2 separate regions of the Mus musculus genome follow, and region 2 is linked to region 1. Evidence: chromatin contacts called from public Micro-C data. All regions are on one chromosome and are shown on one strand. Each heading gives the region's core, a stretch centred on a gene start, on an enhancer-like site or on the middle of the called end of the contact. The rest is flanking DNA. Distances are from core to core; before and after follow the strand shown.

What was found. Hi-C and Micro-C count contacts between places; a contact is called where the count stands out from the background.
Region 2: a contact with region 1 is called in a Micro-C map of embryonic stem cells, with 2.9 times the contacts expected there. The contact joins the promoter of Thbd here to the promoter of AI646519 in region 1. A contact is called at or near these places in 1 of 39 promoter capture datasets (embryonic stem cells), 6 of 484 Hi-C or Micro-C datasets (embryonic stem cells and nephron progenitors) and 1 of 9 other capture datasets (embryonic stem cells).

What each region holds. Positions count from the first base shown.
Region 1 is chr2:147,360,940-147,364,528 of GRCm38.p6, reverse strand. It overlaps AI646519 (expressed sequence AI646519), which reads left to right and starts at 1,736. Exons shown (of 2, transcript NR_040330.1): 1 at 1,736-2,178; 2 at 2,697-2,988. It also overlaps a transcript of Pax1 not described here.
Region 2 is chr2:148,406,909-148,410,674 of GRCm38.p6, reverse strand. Thbd (thrombomodulin) reads left to right here and starts at 2,487. Exons shown (of 1, transcript NM_009378.3): 1 at 2,487-3,766. The coding sequence starts at 2,729.

The DNA of each region.
Region 1 (3,589 bases), core at 487-2,986:
ATACAGAACCTGGGGAACCACCAAGATGAAAAGAAAGAGGTCCAGCTTGGAAGGGGCATCGAGGAAGGGTGGTCCACAGTGGCTTATGGAGCGGACTCTCCCAGATCCCATTTCTCATGGTTGTCCATCCTGTACTCATAACAGGAGTGCCTTTGGAGTAACATGAGGTGATTTCAGTGACCCGAAAGGAGCACAGCATTCCAGGTTCTGCCTCGAATGACAAAGCCCACCCACCAGAACTCATTCCTCTCCAGTAAGTGACACAAGGAACAAGCAGGAAAGGCAGACTTGCTGCTTCCTGTCCCCAACAATCGGGCAATCTTCAAAAAACCATAATGGTTGCTGAGCTCCTGTTCCAGATCCAGACAGTCTCTTTCAGACAGGCCAGGAGATCCTGCCCGCACTCCACACACACACACACACACACACACACACACACACACACACACACACTTCCTCATCCGTCTGGCCTAGACATTCCCTGGCACCAGTAGTCTTCCAGAGGTCTCTGCTAAATGACCCTTCAGCTCTGGTATTAAAAATCAACTCTTCTAATTCATATCCATGCACAGTGCTGGGCCTCCAAGCTGGCCTTCATAAAGGCAGCAATCCCGAAGGAAGCAATGAGCTGGTCATGGAGTTCTGCACCTCATGCCGTGCCAGCAGAGCAAGACCTGGGAATTCCCAGGTGAGACAAGTAGACACCAAGAGCTTTGGGGCTAGTCACAAAATAGCCTGATGGAACCCCAGGAAACAGCCACAATCCTGGACCTTCCATGGAGTTCAAACCACCCCTCAGGAATCAAGAAAATGCCTCTCCTCACCAACACACATCCCTCCATCTCTAGCTCTTCAGAGCAGCCTGGAGACTGCTCAGTGTTCAAGGGCAGTGATGTTGTTAAAGGCTCCTGCAGGTTGACTCTGTCAGCATAGCTTCAGGAGCCTCGCTGGAAGCCCTGACCACTTTTCTCCCTTTTCTGGGGGAGGGGAACTTTGATGGACCGCATTCAACCCATGCAAATGTGTGTCAGAAGGACCTTTACCATAAATTCCTGGCTCTCCAGGGAAACTGTACAACACCCAGTAGTCTGGGATTGGTGTGAAGGGAACTGTGAAAGAGAACTGGGAGATTCGAAAGAAGAGGTATCTCTGTCTGGCCGCCCATAAACATAGTGCTAGCTCAAGCTCTAAGAGTTTCAGAGAGGTTGCTGGGATGTGGAAGAGGTCTGGGGGACCCGTGCACCCTTGAAGGTGCCCCAACCCCCCAGTGAGAACAGTAAACACACGGAACACCAGGCCCATTAGAACAGGGCAGCCTTCCGGTAAAGACCTAGAGAACAACATAGATTTAAGGTGGGCATGCTAGGTGTAGGAGCTTTCGGTGGGGTGGGGGTGGGGGGCTGCGGAGAGCGCAAGGAGCAGAGAATGAATGCACTTGGGGGGGGCAGTTCCTTGAGGCTTCTCTCTTTCAATTCTTTTCAGATCATTTGGTATTTGAGAGCCTTTAATCTAGAGATTCATTTCCAGGATTTCTAGTCAGGCAAGGAATATTAAGAAATGTGCGATCCTTTGCCATCTGACTCCGCTAGGTGTGAAAAACAGCTTCTATCCCTTAACCCAAAAATGCATCAAAGTAGCTAGCTAAAGGCTGAAGGGCTGGAGGAGGGGGGTCGGTAAGCCAGCTCAAAGAGTAGCTAAAGTTAGCTATGCCACAGAGAGCTGTTTCAATGAAACTATCCTTTGCTCAGTCTGCCGCTTCCTCTGCAAGAAGCTCGGTCCAGACAGCACCAAACTCTCTAGAGGAAGGCCCACTGGTGATCCAGGAGAGGAGAAGGTGGAGGAGCGACTTAGGAGATTTGCACTTGTGGCGGCAGGCTCTCTGGAATAACTGAACCTGCCAGGCTTCCCCATCACCATGTTCCCTCCTCAACAGCCAGCTGCGTGCCTGCTCGACCACACAGTGGTCAGCAGGTCTAGGCTTCAGAAAAACCTTACAGTTTGTCGCCCCCTGTCGGGTCCGGTCCCGGCTTGGCTGCGCAGGTTCCCGCGCAGCTGGCTGGATGAGGTGGCGCAAAGGTTGGAGTGCAGAAGGCAAAGTGTCTCTTCAACTTTCCGGGCTGCGGCTTGGTTATCTCCACCGCTCTGGAGCAGCTAATGGTCCATGAGGCGCACGCAAAGGTAAGAAAGCTCGTATACTTCACTTTTGGTTTGATAAAATAGTATTGCATGCGCTAAGCCCGGCGTGCAACCAAGTGAGCGAGTAGTGGTTTCCAGGAACGTGGAAGTTCCCGGGCTGGAGAACCTCACACAGCGAAAGCCTGGTCCGCCCTGTGCTGAAAGCTCACAGGGCCAGAGGACTAAGGTGAGGGTCTCTAAGGGTTCCTGGCTCAGGTATCCCAGGGCAGAGAAAGAAGGTGAGGCAAGCTTCATAGGCGTTGGAAGTTAAAGAGGAGGTTAAAAGAGAAGCGAGTCTTTCTGGGGACTGGAGGCTGGGAGCGGAGAAAGTCGCTAAGAGCCAGAGAGTCACCAGAGCCGTGAATGGAGGACCCTAATGTTCAGGCTGAATGAGTCAATCTCCAAGCTTCACTTCTCTGCACCATCTTGATTTTTGATGGGATGGTGGTGCGGGGGAAGTTATTTGGGTGCAAACGAAGCGTGCAACGGGCTGACTGTTCCCCGGGACTCACACATTTCAGGTCTCCAGCAATAAACTAAACAAGCAGAAGCAAGTTCCACTCTGGACCCGCAGGTGCGCGGCTTGATTCTGCCGGGAAGGAACCCAGAGTAGGAGCAAACACGCCGCTTTCGCAGAGCAGCTCTGAAGTAGCCTGCGTCGGTTTTCCAGCAGCCGGGGACTGGTAGAACTGGGTTTCGCTGCTCCAGTCTCTCCTGACTCAGGCCTTGCACTTTCGTTGTTTCATGAACACTGAGAAGTGCGTTACATGGTTTGAAATTAAAGTCAAACAAACGATCTCTTTTCTTTTAAAATTCGTGTGCTGGTTTGTTTTGTCCTTTTTTTTTTTAAGCAATGCAAACTTCAGAGTACTTTGTGTAAGGATTCTGTGTAAGGACAGACTACGCAACGGACTTTGTGTAAGAAGAGCCTACTTTACTCTTTAAGGGCATTTTACAATGGACAATTTTACCACTACACAACACTTAAAAATAAGAAAATGCTTTTTTTTTTTTTTTTTTTAGTTTGACATGTGGCCAGGTGCAAGAAAGCGTTGGAGGCAAAGCCTTGGGGGACTACAGGAATCTAGCTCATGGAACAGTGTAGACTGCAAGGTAGATACACGGACAGTGGGGACAGTGGAGAGTGACTGGGATGAAAGGGAAGGATAGGGAGAAGGAAGACTCACAGATTAATTGATCTCAAAGATCAAGTCAGCATAAGGCCTGTGTCCCTTCCCCACCTTAGGGAGCCAGTGTTTTCCCATCTGGAACGCAGGCTCCTCCCCACCTCCAGTTCCCACGGAGAGAGTTTCCCCCAGGTTTGTGTTCACCTTGCCTGTTTGAGTATCCTCCACTCTTTGCAGAGACTCTGTTTATGTCTGCTAGCCTGGAAAAGTCGGGTAGCAGTCTTAAA
Region 2 (3,766 bases), core at 1,238-3,737, 1.0 Mb before region 1:
GTTTACCACTTAGAACACAGGATGTCAGCGCCATCTTGTAACGGCGAATGTGGGGGCGGCTCCCAACAATAGTCATTTGGGAAGAGAGAAGCTCAGTTGTAAAAATGCCCCCAGTTGATTGGCCTGTAGGCAAGCCTGTGGTGCACTTTCTTGACTGATGATTGATGTGGACGGGCCCATCTCCTTGTGGGAAGTGCCACTCTTGGGCTGGTTGGTCCTGGGTGATATAAGAAGACAAGCTGAGCAAACCATTGAGAAGCAAGGCAGTAAGCAACATTTCACTCTGGCCTCTGTGTCCGTTCCTGCCCTTAGGTTCACGCCCTGACTCCTCTGGACAATGAACCTTAAGCAGGAAGATGAAACAAACTGCTCTCTCCTCAAGTTGCGTTTGGTCATGGTGTTTTCTCACAGCCACAGAAACCCTAATTAAGGCAGTTGTCGTATTGAAAAGTCCCCACTCAGGAGGGTAACCACCATTTAATTCCATGCTCTCACAGCACTGAATAATCCCACCAGTTCACACTCTGCAGACAGTGCCTCTGGTCCATGCCCTGTTGTCTTCTACCTAGGGGATGCCCCTACTCTGGAACAGTGCCCCTGGAGGTCCCATCCCACATAAGAAAGCTGCCCCCTTCTCTAGAGGCTATCCCCTTGTCCAACCCCTAGTCATTCTTCTCTCTTTCCTAGGACCCAGGCATTGCTATATTTATTCCCATTCCCTCTGGAGTTTTCTTTCCTGGAGAGCTGAGGCAGCTTTGACCCAATAAAGACAACGTCAGTCAAGGGGGTGGTGGACTCTACAGGTCCCAGCTCTGGCTTGACAGAGACAGAGTCCCACATGGGCAAGCAGATGGAGGATGTTCCACCTGCTTCTTTTTACAATTTCAGTGCTTTCATTTCACCCTCTTTTTTTTTTTTTTTTTTTTTTTTTTTTTTTTTTTTTTTTGGTTTTTTTGAGACAGGGTTTCTCTGTATAGCCCTGGCTGTCCTGGAGCTCACTTTGTAGACCAGGCTGGCCTCGAACTCAGAAATCTGCCTGCCTCATTTCACCCTCTTGGCCACGCGTCCCTCTGTGAATGTTTTTCTCCACGTGAGGACACCGCAGCCTTCTGTTCTCATCTAAAGTCCGAGCTGTACTGAACCAGAGAAGCTATTCATTTGTAAGCCATGGGAACTTCGCGAGGCTTCCCACAGACGAATTTCCTAACCTTCAGCTTTGCTCCAGGCAGTCTGAGCTGCTCCGTAGCAGTTGTAGTAAGTAATGCTCTACTGTCCTTGGATTGGTCTAGAGTTCAACAGCACCGCCTCCTGGCAGTGGGGTGGAAGTGACTGCCACGGAGTGCAGGGTCCTCTTGGTGTGTGTGTGTGTGTGTGTGTGTGTGTGTGTGTGTGTGTGTGATGACGCGCACGCTTGGGGAATAGGCAGATGAGAGAGGTGGGGAGGAGGTGGCTAAGCTTTGATTTGAACACAGCCCTCCACATTCTTGGTGAGTGCTTAGCATCTAAAAGTCTTAAGTGACAGATTCCCTTCCTCCCCTCCCAGCTGCCCACAAGACACTCCTCTTCAATGCCCTTTGTGAGCAAACGGATTGTGTAGGCACCTCTATCTTTTGAGACTCTCAAATGACGATGGAAATGATCACGTCAAAAGGAACCAAGTAGGCTCTATTGTAGCTCATACAGTCTCCTTGCAAAGCCCCCTCCCCCCCTCCCCACCCCGGGGCCAGTTTCATTGAGGGGTCTGAGATAGGCTTGGAGGAAAACAAAACAAACCAGAACAAAGGAACGCAACACACCTTCCCCAGAGGATTCTGCAGGAATTGAACTGGGAAAGGGGGCCATGATCTCTGAGCCCAGACAAAACTTGCACGATGTTCTCAAGCAACTAGATAGGGTCTGGCCTTGGAGATGCCTGCTCAGAACAGGAGAGGAATGGAGACTGGAGAAGGGTTTGGGGTTATTAGACCACTCTCTCCTCTTGCTGCCCTAGTATTGTTTCCCCTGGCCTCCTCCAAGGTCATTTGGGACCTAAACCTCCGATTGTCAATGCAGCCAGGCTTCCTGAGTTCCTGCCTTGCATTTAGCTCACCTTTTTCAGAGTCTTGCAAGTCTCAGACACACCTCTACTGGACTTTTCTTTTCCCTGCCCCACCAACCGGACCATCTTCCAAACTTTGGTAGCATCTATGTGGAAGTGTGAGTGTGAGTGTGTGTGTGTTCGCGTCTGAGTGTGTGTACGTGTGTAGAGGTTTAAACACAGGCTACCCGCGGGCTATACCGGAGAGTCTGGGGCAGGAACTGTCGTCTTGCTGACACAGTTCTGTTCTGTGGTGGCGCCTGCAGGCCACGCCCGAGGGCCTCCCAACGCCCAGACAGACTTTTTAACTCATCGCGCAGAGGTGATCCCAGGCTGGAGGGCGGGCGCAAGGCGTCCGGAGAACCCAGTAATCCGAGAACGCAGCATCAGCCCTTCCCACCAGGCACTTCCTTCCTTTTCCCGAACGTGCAAAGAGGGAGGGCCGCGCATTTATAAACTGGAGCTTCAGCGGAGTGGCATGTTAGAGGCTGCCTCGCAGGGACTAGGAGCCTGGGCTAGAAACGTCTAGGTTGTGATAGAGGCTAGCTGCTGTCGCCGCAGGCATACGGAAACCCCTCTGCCTGGACTGGGTGTCTGCACCAGCGCAGGGCTAGCTTTTCTCGGAACTTGCACGGTGCACCCCTGGACAGCATGCTTGGGATTTTCTTTCTGGGTGTGCTGGCTCCAGCTAGCCTGGGGCTCTCCGCACTAGCCAAGCTGCAGCCCACAGGCAGTCAATGCGTGGAGCATGAGTGCTTCGCGCTTTTCCAGGGCCCCGCGACCTTCCTCGATGCCAGCCAGGCCTGCCAGCGCCTGCAAGGACATTTGATGACAGTGCGCTCCTCAGTGGCTGCCGATGTCATCTCCCTTCTGCTGAGCCAGAGCAGTATGGATTTAGGGCCCTGGATCGGTTTACAGCTCCCGCAGGGCTGTGACGACCCGGTGCATCTCGGGCCCCTGCGCGGCTTCCAGTGGGTTACTGGCGATAACCACACCAGTTACAGCAGGTGGGCGCGGCCCAACGACCAGACGGCTCCACTCTGCGGCCCTCTGTGCGTCACGGTCTCGACAGCAACTGAAGCTGCACCCGGCGAGCCGGCCTGGGAAGAGAAGCCATGCGAGACTGAGACCCAGGGTTTCCTCTGTGAGTTTTACTTCACAGCTTCCTGCAGGCCTCTGACGGTGAATACTCGCGATCCTGAGGCTGCCCACATCTCTAGTACCTACAACACCCCGTTCGGGGTCAGTGGTGCGGACTTTCAAACGCTGCCGGTAGGCAGTTCCGCCGCGGTGGAGCCCCTTGGCTTGGAGCTGGTGTGCAGGGCCCCGCCCGGAACTTCAGAGGGACACTGGGCTTGGGAAGCGACAGGAGCCTGGAATTGCAGCGTGGAGAATGGTGGCTGTGAGTACTTGTGCAATAGGAGCACGAATGAACCCAGATGCCTCTGCCCCAGAGACATGGACCTGCAGGCCGATGGACGTTCGTGTGCAAGACCTGTGGTTCAATCGTGCAACGAACTCTGCGAGCATTTTTGTGTCAGCAACGCTGAAGTGCCAGGCTCTTACTCCTGTATGTGTGAGACAGGCTACCAGTTGGCTGCAGACGGACACCGGTGTGAGGACGTGGATGACTGTAAGCAGGGGCCCAATCCATGTCCCCAGCTCTGTGTTAACACCAAGGGCGGCTTC